Regions from separate parts of the Sus scrofa genome. Here region 1 is linked to region 2. Evidence: chromatin contacts called from public Hi-C data. All regions are on one chromosome and are shown on one strand. The core of a region is the stretch at or near the end of the contact, and the rest is flanking DNA. Distances in the headings are between cores, read along the strand shown.

Region 1 (6,643 bases), core at 4,061-6,560, 160 kb after region 2:
ATTCAAATCAAGCATTGCCTGGGGACTTATTTATGTCTATGCCTCAGTATCAAACCCAAGACCATCCTGAGGTCCTAACTTGCAGTATGACAGAGAATTAACCCAGCACGTTCTTTGTATCACAGCTAGAAGTTCCCCATTCACCTGGAGAATCATTTTATTTTCACAAGATTTAGAAAGCGAGGAGTGGCCAGATGAGGAATGTATGCATGTGTGTAGATAATAAAGATTAGATATAGATATATAAGCCTCAAAGTCTTTATATGCCAAGATACAGATTTTCTAGAATAAGGTAAAAGTAATGTTTTGTATGCCTTGAATAATTAGGCTAAAAGGGAAAAGGACTCTCTTGCATTTTGAAATCTTGAGCAAAACCTGAGGTTACCAAAATGTTTCTAAGTTTCTTTCTTTTGTAAAGACAAGTTTTCCAAGAAACATCCATTAATTGATTTCTTGGCTATGGGTGTTTTTCTTTTGATGTCTTTGTTCATTTATTTTTAAAGGGACTCAAGTTATGTGGGCCTTTCTTTGTGGCAGAGTCCAAAGAACATTCTGATCTTCCTCTCATGCCACACATCAAAACAAATTCCAGATTGACCAAAGAATTAAACAGAAAAAATGTAAACCAAATATAAACTTAGAAGAAAACACCTTAACTTTTTTTTTTTTTGTCTTTTGTCTTTTTAGGGCCGCACCCGAGGCATATGGAGGTTCCCAGCATAGGGGTCTAATCGGAGCTTCAGCTGCCAGCCTACACCACAGCTCACGGCAACGCCAGATCCTTAACCCACTGAGCGAGGCCAGGGATCAAACCTGCAACCCCATGGTTCCTAATCAGATTCATTTCCTGCACCACGACGGGAACTCCAACATTTTTTTTCTGTTATCTGAAGATAAAAGTGATTTAGATTATAAAAATACTGGAAGAAGTCATAGCAGAAAAAAGATTGATAGATTTTTTTAGTGCACAAAACTGAATTTTCTGAATCTTCAAACTGAGCATAAACTGAATTAAAAGACGAACAGCACAGTGTGATTTTTTTTTTTTGCCACAGATACCAAACATAAATAATCTTAAACACGTGAAGTGCTCTTAGCGATCAAGGAGGAAAACACCAAAGCACTAGACAGGAAAGAGACATAGATGACAGTTCTCAACGGAGGAAACACAAATCGTCAGGAAATTTTTTATTGCTCAGTTCATTAGTAATGCGAACATGTTAAGTTAAAAGTAGGGTTCTACATCGATCAGCTGGAAAAAGAATAAGTTAGGACAGCAAGATGGGCTGAAAGTGATAAATTAAGGCACTCAGCCTGGAAAGCAAATTGGCTTCAAAGTGTCTAGCGCCTCCAACTCACTGCTTAGATTTCTGGGTCTCTATACGAAGGGTGAAAATTTCAAAATGCAGATGAAAATTCAGGCACAGGGATCATTCATTCACTGCAGGGTAAGTTCAATAGCAAAACAAAGAGTGGCAACCCTCTAAATGCTCTTCAACTGCACGGAAATGGCTCTATTAGCACGTGTCCATTAGGCTAGCACATTCTCAGTATGATATTCTCATGCCCTTCGGACAAGAATGACATAGGAAGGGGGAATAAATTCACATTTCTCTAGTCTAATTAGCCTTTCCCATGTGCACCCCATCTGCATCAAGTGTCCAGCCTGTGCGAAGCTCTCTGCCCAGTATTGAAAGGGGTCAGAGTATGTCACCCCCAAATACTCCACTTTGGCATAAAGACTTTTTCTTTCTTTCTTTCTTTCTTTCTTTCTTTCTTTCTTTCTTTCTTTCTTTCTTTCTTTTTTTTTTTGAGCTAAAGTTGAGAATCAACACAACAGATACGGGAAGACATCTATGCCCTCCCCTTACCTGCCTACAAGCAGGACAAAAATTCCCCTTTGGGCAGGTGGCATCCGTTCTCACCACTCTCCTGTTCCAGAATGAGGAAAGCGACCTTTATCACCAGAGGCAGCAGCAAATTGAGCCTGCCTAAATAAACTTTCCTAAAATAACCTGTATCGTCCACAAGTTCCCCAATGTATTTCCTAATTATTTCCCCACAACGTAGTGTCCCTTGAGGTCCAAACCTTCCTACATTTGTTTAAAATGTTACCTAAGCTCCCAAGACGAATCCCTCCTTTGAATTTCACTTCTCTGTGAACTCCTGTGCATGTAAAATATTAATAAATGTGTATCCCTTCTCACTTGTTAATCTGTCTTTTGTGAGTTAAATTCATAGGCCCCCACACATAGAACCTAAGAGGGCAGAGGAAAAGTATTTCCTTCCCAATAGTTTTTGTCACATAGAAATTCCTTCATGAATCTTTGCTGTTATCATGGTTCTCATTTCGTCCTTGAAACAACTCTGTAAATTGGCATTGTTTTACCCATTTCAAGAAAGAGTGAGGCCAGGCTTTCTGAGGTCAAGTGCAGGGGTATCTAACTGAACTACTGTTTGGACAAAGATTGGTCAGACTCTACCAACTGTGTTTTTCCCAGCACAATTCTCCTCCTAAGACTGGAGAATTCAACAAGACTCATCATAAAATTCAATAATATTCCACATCAGAAAGTTGTTTTCAATAGTTTGTAGGGTTGCATTTTTTGTCCTTTGGGGTGGATAGGGAAATAAACTGCTAAATATGACTCTGATTGGTAGGAAGAAGGATAGTCTGAGATCGTCAGATTATTCAAAATTAAAGAGATGTTTTAAAAGAGCTATCATACTAAGAGTAATATTTTACCTGCAAAAAAAGAGTTAAAACTAAAAAAATTTACATTAGAATGATATGCCTTCTTTTCTTTGATGTTATCCAACTTAAAAGTTTTCTAATATCTGGAGGCAAGTATGCCTATAAATTGCAAATCTAAAATTCTAAGCCTGAACTCCAAAGCATGTTATTGAGTGGAATGCTATAAAAGCAACCCAGCTGTTACCATCGTTTGCTACAAACAGAGGTGTCTCAAAATGGCTTCAAGTGACTTACAAATATCGGGGATGCAAGAAAAAGAAATTTGTTTGTTTCTACTATTTCACGATGTGAGATACATTCTCTTTATTCGATTTTGCTGCCTACATTTTTTTCTTGGTTTATTTTTGAAAGATAGCATCCTTTTCACTATTTTCCAAACATTTGTATGTGAAGAGTTCATAAGAGGAGGGGTTGCTGCAAAGCGTGTCTCTGCTTGGGATAGAAAAGTTATTTCAGACTTTAAAATGATTTCAAATATATTTAGCTATTAGAAGGAAAAAAACACCATGCAAAAACATTGCATTCAAAGAGAGGTTTTTAAGTAAAGGGAGGTGAATTCTTGAGTTTCCAAGAATTCATCTCATTTTAACTTTTTTTAGGTACTCCAATGCAAATGTGTCTGTAACCATTGCCAACTTGAAGTGACGCACCTTGAATTGAAAGCATATTATTGAACGGGACACTATAAATGTGATCACAGCTGTTTCCTTACATGCTTCAAAACGTAGGTGTCTTAACATGGTGCGCCAAGTGGCTTTTAAATATTGACGATGCAAGAAACATTAATTTGTTTTATGGACCTGGGCACTGCAGGGATTTGTCAAGGCTTCAGATTTCACTGCTAGTAAAAGCTCTAAGTTGAGCCGCCCCTTACCACCAATCTCTTTACCTTGGACCTCCCCCAACTCCACTTTTCCAGCACAATAGACAGTTGAACCCCAGCATAATCAACCAATTGTATAAGACGGCTTATCATCAACCTAGAATATAGATGATACAAACGTCTTTCCATATTACGTGAGAGCAAACCTATTTTCATCAGACATTTATAAGGTCAACTCTTCTGACCTCTTTGTTCCCAAGGCAAGGGCAGAGAGGGCGGGCAGCAGGGAAGAGCAAGAGGAAAAAATTCACCTTTCCAAGTTCAGGGTGCTTTAGAACCAGGCATTACACATTTGCCATGTGGAGAGAAAGAGAGCGAGGGAGAGAGAGGAAGGAAATGGGAGTTCTCTGTCGAGAAAAGCGTCCTAGCGAGTGTGATAAGAGCAGTTTGGGGAAATAAACAACAGTGGTTTGGAGTTTGTTTCACTTTGCTCATTTGTTTCTAAGATACTGGTTTCAAATCACAATGAACATTTCAAAACTAAGTGAAACTTGACTTTAGAAACTGAGCATATGACCTTCAAGATCATCTAAAGGGAAAAATCCTACAATGGCTAGTGGTCACGTGGTATTGCTATGTGATTTATGCTTAGGAATCTGTGTTTTAACATTGAAGCGTGTCAACCACACACACAAACATTCCCAGTGTTTCTGCTGCCCTCATGCTAATGGTTTCAGAGGTATTTCCCTTCAAGTTTCTTGGAGGTCTGGTGGGGGTGGGGAATCAGAGAAGAAGCAGCTGGCCCCATGGGAAAGAGAGCTTGGGTGCAGCCTTGTGAGCTGGAAGAAAGATAAGCCAGGACCCAGCTATCTCATCCAGGCAGCCCAGGTGGGTGAGTGCCCACAGCCACCCTCAGACAATCTTCTTGGCCCCAAACTGCAGTCTGGTTGAAACCCAGCTTTCTGTGCCAAGGAATTTATTTATACTGGAATATCCAGAAACCAGCCTCCTTTTGATTTATCCAGCGTTCTTTTCACAATCATCGATTTTTTGTGGAATAAAACTCAGGAGAAACTCAACAATCCACCAGCCAGAATCCTTCTTGAACTAGTAAATTTGCATATTTACTATAAAATTTAAGGTTGAAGCTTGCACACTTCAGTGTTTCTGCCACTAGCAACGACAGATGATTTCTGGCTAATTTAAAGTCAACAGGAATTTGCTCCAAGGATACAAATTAGTTCCTGGAATTGTTTGGGAGAACTGTGTTTAGGCCAAAAATAAGGTCAGCAAAGCCCAGCAGACGTCCCGCTGAACTCTGCTCATCCTGGGCACACCCTGCCATGCCACCAGCCTCACGGCTGCCATCACAAATAATATTTAAGTGGCCCTAAGCCCAGCCCCAGTGGGACCACCAGACTGGCCACCCACCCATGCTCTAGCAGCCAGTGGTCAAGAGTAGAGAAGGGATCTGGAGATCCCTCTGTGGCATAATGGAATCTGCTATGTCTCTGCAGCTCCTGGATGCAGGTTCAATCCCGAGCCCGGCACAGTGGATTAAAGGCAGCTGCAGCAGAGGTAGCAACTGTGGCTCAGATCTGATCCCTGGCCGGGGGAACTCCATATGCCACAGGGCCAAAAAAAGAAAAAACAAACAAACACAAAAAGAAAAAGGATCTGCCTCCCTCTGGCTTCCACTGGGGTAGGGCAATCCCAGTCTCCCAACCATTTTTGGATCCTCCCCAAATAAGAAAGACACTGGGTAGGGCTTTCTGATCAGCACCTCACCTACACTCTCATTTAACTATGACAAATGCAACATCCCTGTTTTAAAGATGAGAAATTGAAGTTCAGACCAGTTGTCCATAAGGATGAGATCCAGGGTACTGAAGTACCATCCCCAAAATCAAAGATCTGTGAAATTGTGTAGAATCTAATTTGAATGAGAGGCATGTTTGAGTGTATTTTCTTTGAAAAGGGCTGATCTAAATGTGTTATAGGTGACATTACCCTTGGCCAAATCATAGGTTAAATAAAAACACCTTTTCTTCAAACACACTCGTATCATATATAGTTCGTGAATCTTTAAGAAGCAGTTAGAGCCTATTCTATTTCAGAAGCTGAAGACCTAACCTTCTTCACGCTGATCTGTCAACTTATCTGAAAATATGGGAGGAATAAGTTTCTCCTAGTTTGGAATAGGAAATTTATGGCTTAAAGATATGCAGAGGGGTTCAGGTTTTTGCCTCTCAGTGGCCCGGCAGCACACTACTGACCCCCTGTGGCCGCATTTCAAAGTGCCATCTTCAACTTCAACCCAGCTGCTGAGGGCCAAACAGCAACCGCTGCAGAGTTCCCCTGAATAACATGGTCCCTGTGCTCCTGTGTCATCATTGGGGAACCAGTTGTCACTGTACATTATACTAGAATGTGGAATTACTGAGATAATAATCCCAGATTTGCTCTGCCCAAAAGCACAGTCCTCAGCCTGAGAATTTGTCCATTTCTGCCCACAGCACTTCTACTGCATTTGTTTGCATTCATGGCACACCTTTTCTAGCTGAGCCATCTGATGAGCACTTTACCTACACTGTCTCATTTGGTCACTGCAATAATTGTGTTAACTTCATTTTACAGATGAGAAGTTGAAGTTCAGAGATGAGTTATTTGAACCCCTCCGATGCATAAAAAGAGATTTTGAAAAAAGGATTCAAATCTTCCTCCCCATCTTCAAGGTCTGCTAACATCTCCATTAAGGCTCTGATAACTATTTTTCCCACAGGAATTTCACCTCTTTGGGACTTTCATACCTAGCACATTCTGTATTATCTTTATGTGTGTGGTAAAAACTTTGGGTGGTGGCTGGATGGGAGGAAATGTGGGTTTGGAAACACAGAACAGAAAATCTTTCCAGGCGGGGCTCTGCACATGTAGTAGGAGAGAACAATAGTGACAGTGACAACTGACATTTAGCAACAACTCACTGTGTGCTGGGGACGAGACGTCTCAAAAGGCTTCACGTGCTCTAATGATTAAATCTTTATGCCAACCCCACAATGTAGGTA
Region 2 (6,270 bases), core at 939-3,438:
GCGACCTATACCACAACTCACAGCAACACACAATCCCTAGCCCACTGAGCGAGGCCAGGGATTGAACCTGCAACCTCATGGTTCCTAGTCGGATTTGTTTCCTCTGCACCATGATGGGTAATTATTTACACTCTCAATCCAATGTTCTTTTATACCCTCCTGGCTAACAAAAAGTTTTACAGGGAATTTCTGCCCCACTCAGAGTTAGTAGGGAACAATCTTGTTGAGCTAAAAAGTGTTCAGTATGTAATTTTTCACAAAGTTACTCAATTAAAATGATAGGTTCTTAGGGTTAAACACCTTCAACTCGGTAAAGGAAGCCTAACTGTTGTTTTACTGTCGTCACATATCTATCGGGGAATAGTAAGAGTATTGCCTATATGCCAAAGGTTCCACACTGGTAATTATTTGCAAACAAGCATTATCTGCAAGCAACAGTTTTTTAGTGAGAGGGGAAAAAAACAAATAATGGTTATTTCAATTGTTACTCACAATATTATATGAAATACTAAGTTTGTCACCAATGACATAAATGTATAAGACCAAACATTTATGGAGCATCCATGCACCAGGCACTGTCGAAGCACAGTTTTGGGTATGTGTGAATACTCAGTTAATTCTCACAAAGACCTCCTGTGAAAGTCGTGTTATCCCCATCTTATGGCTGAGGAAACTGAGGCATAGAAAAGTTAAGTAACTAAAGAGTAAGTGATAGAGCCAGAATTCTCTCGTAAGACTGGAATTTTTCCCAAGGAAAACTGCAGCAACCAAGTCTAATCGCATAAATTCCAGTGCTGCTTATTCTTGGTAAACTTACAATGACTGTTAATGTTACGAGGAAATCTGCTTTTAACAAATCTATAGCCCAAGCTCGATTCCACCTATCCTTTCACCTTATGACATGAAAGAAAAAATGGCAAATTTATGTATATCTTTAATGATTACCTTATTTATCTGATCATCTAAACTTTGAGTGGCAGTGGATGAAAAATCAAGTTCAAAAGGAACTTGGACAAAGACTGTAATTAGATCTTTAGTTTATATCTCTGTGTTTTTCAACTTTTGCATATTGTAAATAAAATTATAATCTTGCTTGCAATCATTTCCATGGACAATGATTTTCTGAGTGGTTTGAGTGCTAGAAGCTTGTCAGATTTGTTAATAATGGGCATCAGGCAGTGAGGAAACCATTAAGTCCATTCCACCCAGACAACATATAACTCCAGGTTATTGGTCAAAGTTACCCTTCTGATGATCCTGCAGCAGTTTGGGGCCCTGTGCCCATATCCTGCCTGTTAACTGTGCAGAGTCTGAGATTTTTAATCCAAATGCAAGTTAACAATTTAGCATGCACAGTTCCACTTCTGAGAGCAAAAGACAGCAGACTCTGAGTTAGACAATGGACTCTATTACTCCCAGCACAACAGGCAGCATGAACGTGCATGTTCACACCAATCCCCAATGCCCCTCGGCTCACGGGGGTGATGAAGCTGGCCTGGGTGCATGCTGCACACAGAATAGGTTTGCATTACAGCTGAAGACCCCTAAACTTAGGAAACCTGAATTTTTTTAATGGGCTATAAGCACACCTGCTCAATCTTTGCCCCAGAGAGAAGGAAATACTGGACCACAAGCAACTCTTTCCTCTTCTTTGGAGAGAGACACTGATGCCATCTTCCAAGGCTATTCGCTACACAAACTGAAAGGATAGTCTAGACCAAGAATGCACTGTCACTACTTCTGCTCACACAAGTCACAGGAGACATGACAGTTCTACAGAGAACTACCTCCCAACACACTGGTCTAGCCAGGTAGCTCTACTACATTAAGAGTCAGAATCAATTTGCAGAAACTCTAAGTCCCACCCAACAATGAATTTCTTTTTTGTCTTTTTAGGGCTGCACCCCCATCATAGGGAGGTTCCCACACTAGGGGTGTAATCAGAGCTGTAGCCACTGGCCTGCACCACAGCCACAGCCATGCCACATCCAAGCCACGTCTGTGACCTACACCACAGCTCTCGGCAATGCTGGATCCTTCGTCCACTGAGCAAGGCTAGGGATTGAACCTTAGTCCCCATGGATGCTAGCCAGATTCATTTCCACTGAGCCACAATGGGAACTCCCCAACAATTAATTTCTAACTCTGATGCTCTAGATTACAGATGCCTGGAAAGGCGACCAGTCCTACCCAACGCTGGACACCACTGAAAGTGAAAGTGAAAGTTTTGAAGAGTGAAGCTCTCCCCAGGGGTTTGCACCTACTCTTTTTTCCTTGCCTTTTCCTGTCCTCAATACCAGCCAGAATGCATACAGATTATCCACCTTCCTGCTTAATCCTTTTTAGACCCTTGGCAATTTACAGGGTTAGCAAAATTTATTTTGTCATCATCTTCTGCTCTCATCTTTCCTCCTGCCTTTACTTCTACGTTTACCCCATCACACCCATAACAGCTAAAGCTTCCTCCGACCACCCAGCCCACACTACTCTCTTAACTAATGGTTTCCTTTTTTTTCCCAGGGAGGTGTCATCCCCATTAAGAAGGTGCCTTTGTTCATCCCTCACATATACACCTGAGGTGAGGAGAGCTGCTAATTTTCTTCTCTCCCTCAATTCCATGGGCAACCATTGTCACCAGGCTCACCACCACCCTGTAGTGATATTACCAGTCTCCATGTCCTTTCCTTGCCTGCAATCTGCATGACTGAAGGTCAGAGGGTTTGTCTCATTACTCACAAATAGCCAATAACCTAAGCCGATGCCTGGCACATAGTGAGCCCTCAAAGAACGGCTTGTGGAATGAATGAAAGAGTGAATTAATGAATGATGCAATCACACTGAGCTCATTCACAACTGAACAGAGGGCAGAGAGAAGCAAAAGCTTTAAGACAAAGGATCAGGGAGTTCTGGTTGTGGCTCAGTGGGTTAAGAACTGGACTAGTATCCATGAGGATGAGGGTTCCATCTGTGGCCTCACTCAGTGGGTTACAGATCCAGCATTGCCAAGAGGGGCAGTGTAGGTTGCATATGCAGCTTGGATCTGGCGTTGCTGTGACTTAGGTCAACAGTTGCAACTCTGATTGGACCCCTAACTTGGGAAGTTCCATATGCTGCGGGTGTGGCCCTAAAAAGAAATTAAAAAAAAAAAAAAAAAGACAAAAGATCAAAACTTTAGTGGTGAAAGAGCAAGCCCTATTTTAGGCAGTGTGTGTTTGTTTCAAGTTTATGAAATAGTGAACAAACGTTGCTTCTAGAATGAGGATTTATTATGTCCAAGTATCAAGAAATTGTAGATTTTTAAATACACAATTTGAGAACAAACTTACAAATGTACAGGTACTTCTCATCCTTCCTAAAGAGAAGAAATAATTTTATTTACATGCTAACACTCCTTTAAATGTTTGAATATTTTATTTATTTATTTATTTATTTATTTTGCTTGTTAGGGCCACACCTGCGACATATGGAGGTTCCCAGGCTAGGAGTCCATTTAGAGCTACAGATGCCAGTCTGCGCCACAGCCACAGCCATGCAAGATCTGAGCCGTGTCTGCGACCTACACCACAGCTCATGGCAACACCAGATCCTTAACCCACTGAGCGAGGCCAGGGATCGAACCCGCAACCTCATGGTTCCTAGTCGGATTCGTTTCTGCTGCGCCACAATGGGCATTCCAGATGTTTGGATATTTTAGACTGAGAGAGCTATAGAATAAAGAAGAACATTAGTCATATGTATATATAGTCACCAAGAACTTTTTCTTAAAATCTGGAAAGTATCAAGTTGAATTGTAAGGTTAATTTAACCAATTGTAAACTAATACTCTATTGGTAGGTGTGTTCAAATAAGTTGCAGACAACACATCTCGGTGGCCCAAACTAACCCAGGTTTATTTTTTGTCCACCTAGAGTCTGTCAGAGCCCAGATTCTCCAAGGTTGTTGGGCCTAAGTGACAGCTCTGCTGTGTACCTGCGTATCAGTACGTACTCCCACGTTCCCTACAGCCGGGGAAGAGGGCATGGAGAGTCTTTTGCAGGGATTAAAGTGGCTTTTAACTGAAAACATCTGAACAATCACTAGCCATGGAAAGAGACAGTACTGAAACTTAGATAGTCCCCAAAATACAGCTGCCATTGACCCCTCTCCAGGGGAGGTTCCTGTTTGGAAGAAGACTGAACTTTAGCCCTGGAAAGTGTGGACTCAGCTGCTTGATGACATTTAAAAGCCCAATAGAAACTTCCATACTTTCCTTGAAGACTTATCCTCTCTACCTTCATTTTCTTTTAAGTTGGTATATAAACCTTTACTTCCGGCTGTTCAGCAAGTTCCTTATTACTGAGTACTCCCTGTGTACTCATGCAAATGGCAATAAACCTTGCCTTTTGTCTGTGTAATTGGTCTATGGTCAGTGTATTTGCAGTCCCCCCCCATCCTTGAACTTAACATGAAAGAGGAAATGTTTTCCTCCCAACACTTGCTGCACGCATTACGTCCATTCCCATTTCATTGGCCTAAATAAGGCACGTGGCCAAACTTAATCTCAAGGAGGTGGAAAGTACCTCATTTCTACATGCTCAGAATTAGGAAATAGTCAAGGATTGGGGAACCCATATAAACTCAAGAGGGGTTGGGAAAGAAAAGAGTTTCACTCACAACTGAGTTAAAAAGAAGGTAAAATTAGGAGTTTCCGTTGTGGCTCAGTGATTAACGAATCCGACTAGGAACCATGAGGTTGCAGGTTTGATCCCTGGCCTCGCTCAGTGGGTTAATGATCCGGTGTTGCCTTGAGCTGTGGTGTAGGTCGAAGACGCAGCTTGGCTCTGGCGTAGGCCGGCAGGTACAGCTTCAATTCGACCCCTAGCCTGGGAACCTCCATATGCCACAGGAGCGGCCCTAGAAAAGACAAAAAGACAAAAAAAAAAAAAAAAAAAAAAAGAAGAAGAAGAAGGTAAAATTAGAAGGTACGCCCCCAAAATGCCTCTTCTGGGGATCACGTATGTCATAAAAGATGAATCCTATAGCATGGAACTGAATCCACTAATGGAAGATAACTTTATCTCTCTCTCTCTTTTTTTTTTTTTTTTTTTTTAGGCCCTCACCCACAGCACATGGAAGTCCCCAGGCTAGGGGTCGAATTGGACCTGTAGCTGCAGGCCTGTGCCACAGCCACAGCAACACAGGATCTGAGCCGCGTCTGCAACCTACACCACAGCTCACAGCAATGCCGAGCTTAACCCACTGAGGGGGTTAGGGATTGAATCTGTATCCTCATTAATACCAGGCAGATTCATGGATGCTGAGCCACAGTGGGAACTCCCTGCTTCGTCTCTTCTTCCACAGGTGTTTTTCCCAAGCTCTTAGGGAGGGGAACACACATATAAAACAATTTGGTAGGAAAAGTTTATAATTTCTAGTCATTTAGGATAAGAGTAAAAATAACAGTTTTTATTTGATCACTTTTTTTTAATTGGGAGAAAGCCAGTTGAGAGGAATAAATATTGCATTGCATTGTTAAGAGTCATGGGAGATGGGAGGTGATCCAAAAAAGACTTAGAAACTCTCATTCAGACCCTACACAAACTCAGGCTTCAAACCCCTTCAAACATCTGTATTTCCATTTGGCTATTTGAGCAGTAGGTTTGCAAGCAAGCCTGTAGAATTAGCTATTATTTGTATCTAGAAGAAGAGGCGATTAAAGGCTAAATGCTCCCATTGGCTACTGTCTGAAAAGTTACCCATCACGTTCCTGCCTAGAAACTTGGAAATTCCAGCTAGTCAGGGATGACACACTCCGGCTTCCCTATCAGGCCCCCTGGGGTTCAAGGACAAAGGGAACTGCAGGCTTCCCATCCAGCACATGCATTTGCAAACTGCCTCCAGTCAGTTCCCAAGGCCAGGGGCGGACATTGACAAAGGAGACTGAACTACAGACTTACCAGTTTTACTCTCCCCGCTGGGTAGGCCCAGCATCCTAGGAAGAGCCACTGGATTCCTTCTTTAGAGAGCCACAGATCAACATTTCCTTTCCATGAGAAAAGAAATCCTTTCATTGAAGAAATCATTTTGTCAGGGCTTCTCCCAGGTCTCTTAAAGAGCAAAGAACAACCAAAAGGCTATCTTTTATAAACTGGACTTTAAAACCTGACCTGTTTGGATGAGTTTGATTGATTACATAGGGGTTACACACTCTTGGGCCCAAGTTTTAAATAAGTTCCTTTCTCAAATAAGATAGGATTTCATCAAGGACTTAAGGTCTAATTGGTCCATCAC

What was found. Hi-C and Micro-C count contacts between places; a contact is called where the count stands out from the background.
Region 1: a contact with region 2 is called in a Hi-C map of omental adipose tissue, with 2.2 times the contacts expected there. The contact joins two enhancer-like sites. A contact is called at or near these places in 1 of 5 promoter capture datasets (fetal liver), 26 of 47 Hi-C or Micro-C datasets (adipose tissue, alveolar macrophages, blood and 16 more) and 2 of 2 datasets of contacts at active chromatin or transcription factors (alveolar macrophages and skeletal muscle).

What each region holds. Positions count from the first base shown.
Region 1 is chr1:27,102,626-27,109,268 of Sscrofa11.1, forward strand. No RefSeq gene overlaps it. Among named protein-coding and RNA genes, the nearest start is that of IL20RA, 32 kb to the right of the region's middle. Within about 2 kb of position 5,311, at least 24 of the 83 cell types and tissues checked have an H3K27ac peak or open chromatin away from gene starts, as enhancers often do. A contact at or near this core is called in omental adipose tissue and subcutaneous adipose tissue, where this site is marked.
Region 2 is chr1:26,950,688-26,956,957 of Sscrofa11.1, forward strand. No RefSeq gene overlaps it. Among named protein-coding and RNA genes, the nearest start is that of IFNGR1, 83 kb to the right of the region's middle. Within about 2 kb of position 2,189, at least 7 of the 83 cell types and tissues checked have an H3K27ac peak or open chromatin away from gene starts, as enhancers often do. A contact at or near this core is called in omental adipose tissue and subcutaneous adipose tissue, where this site is marked.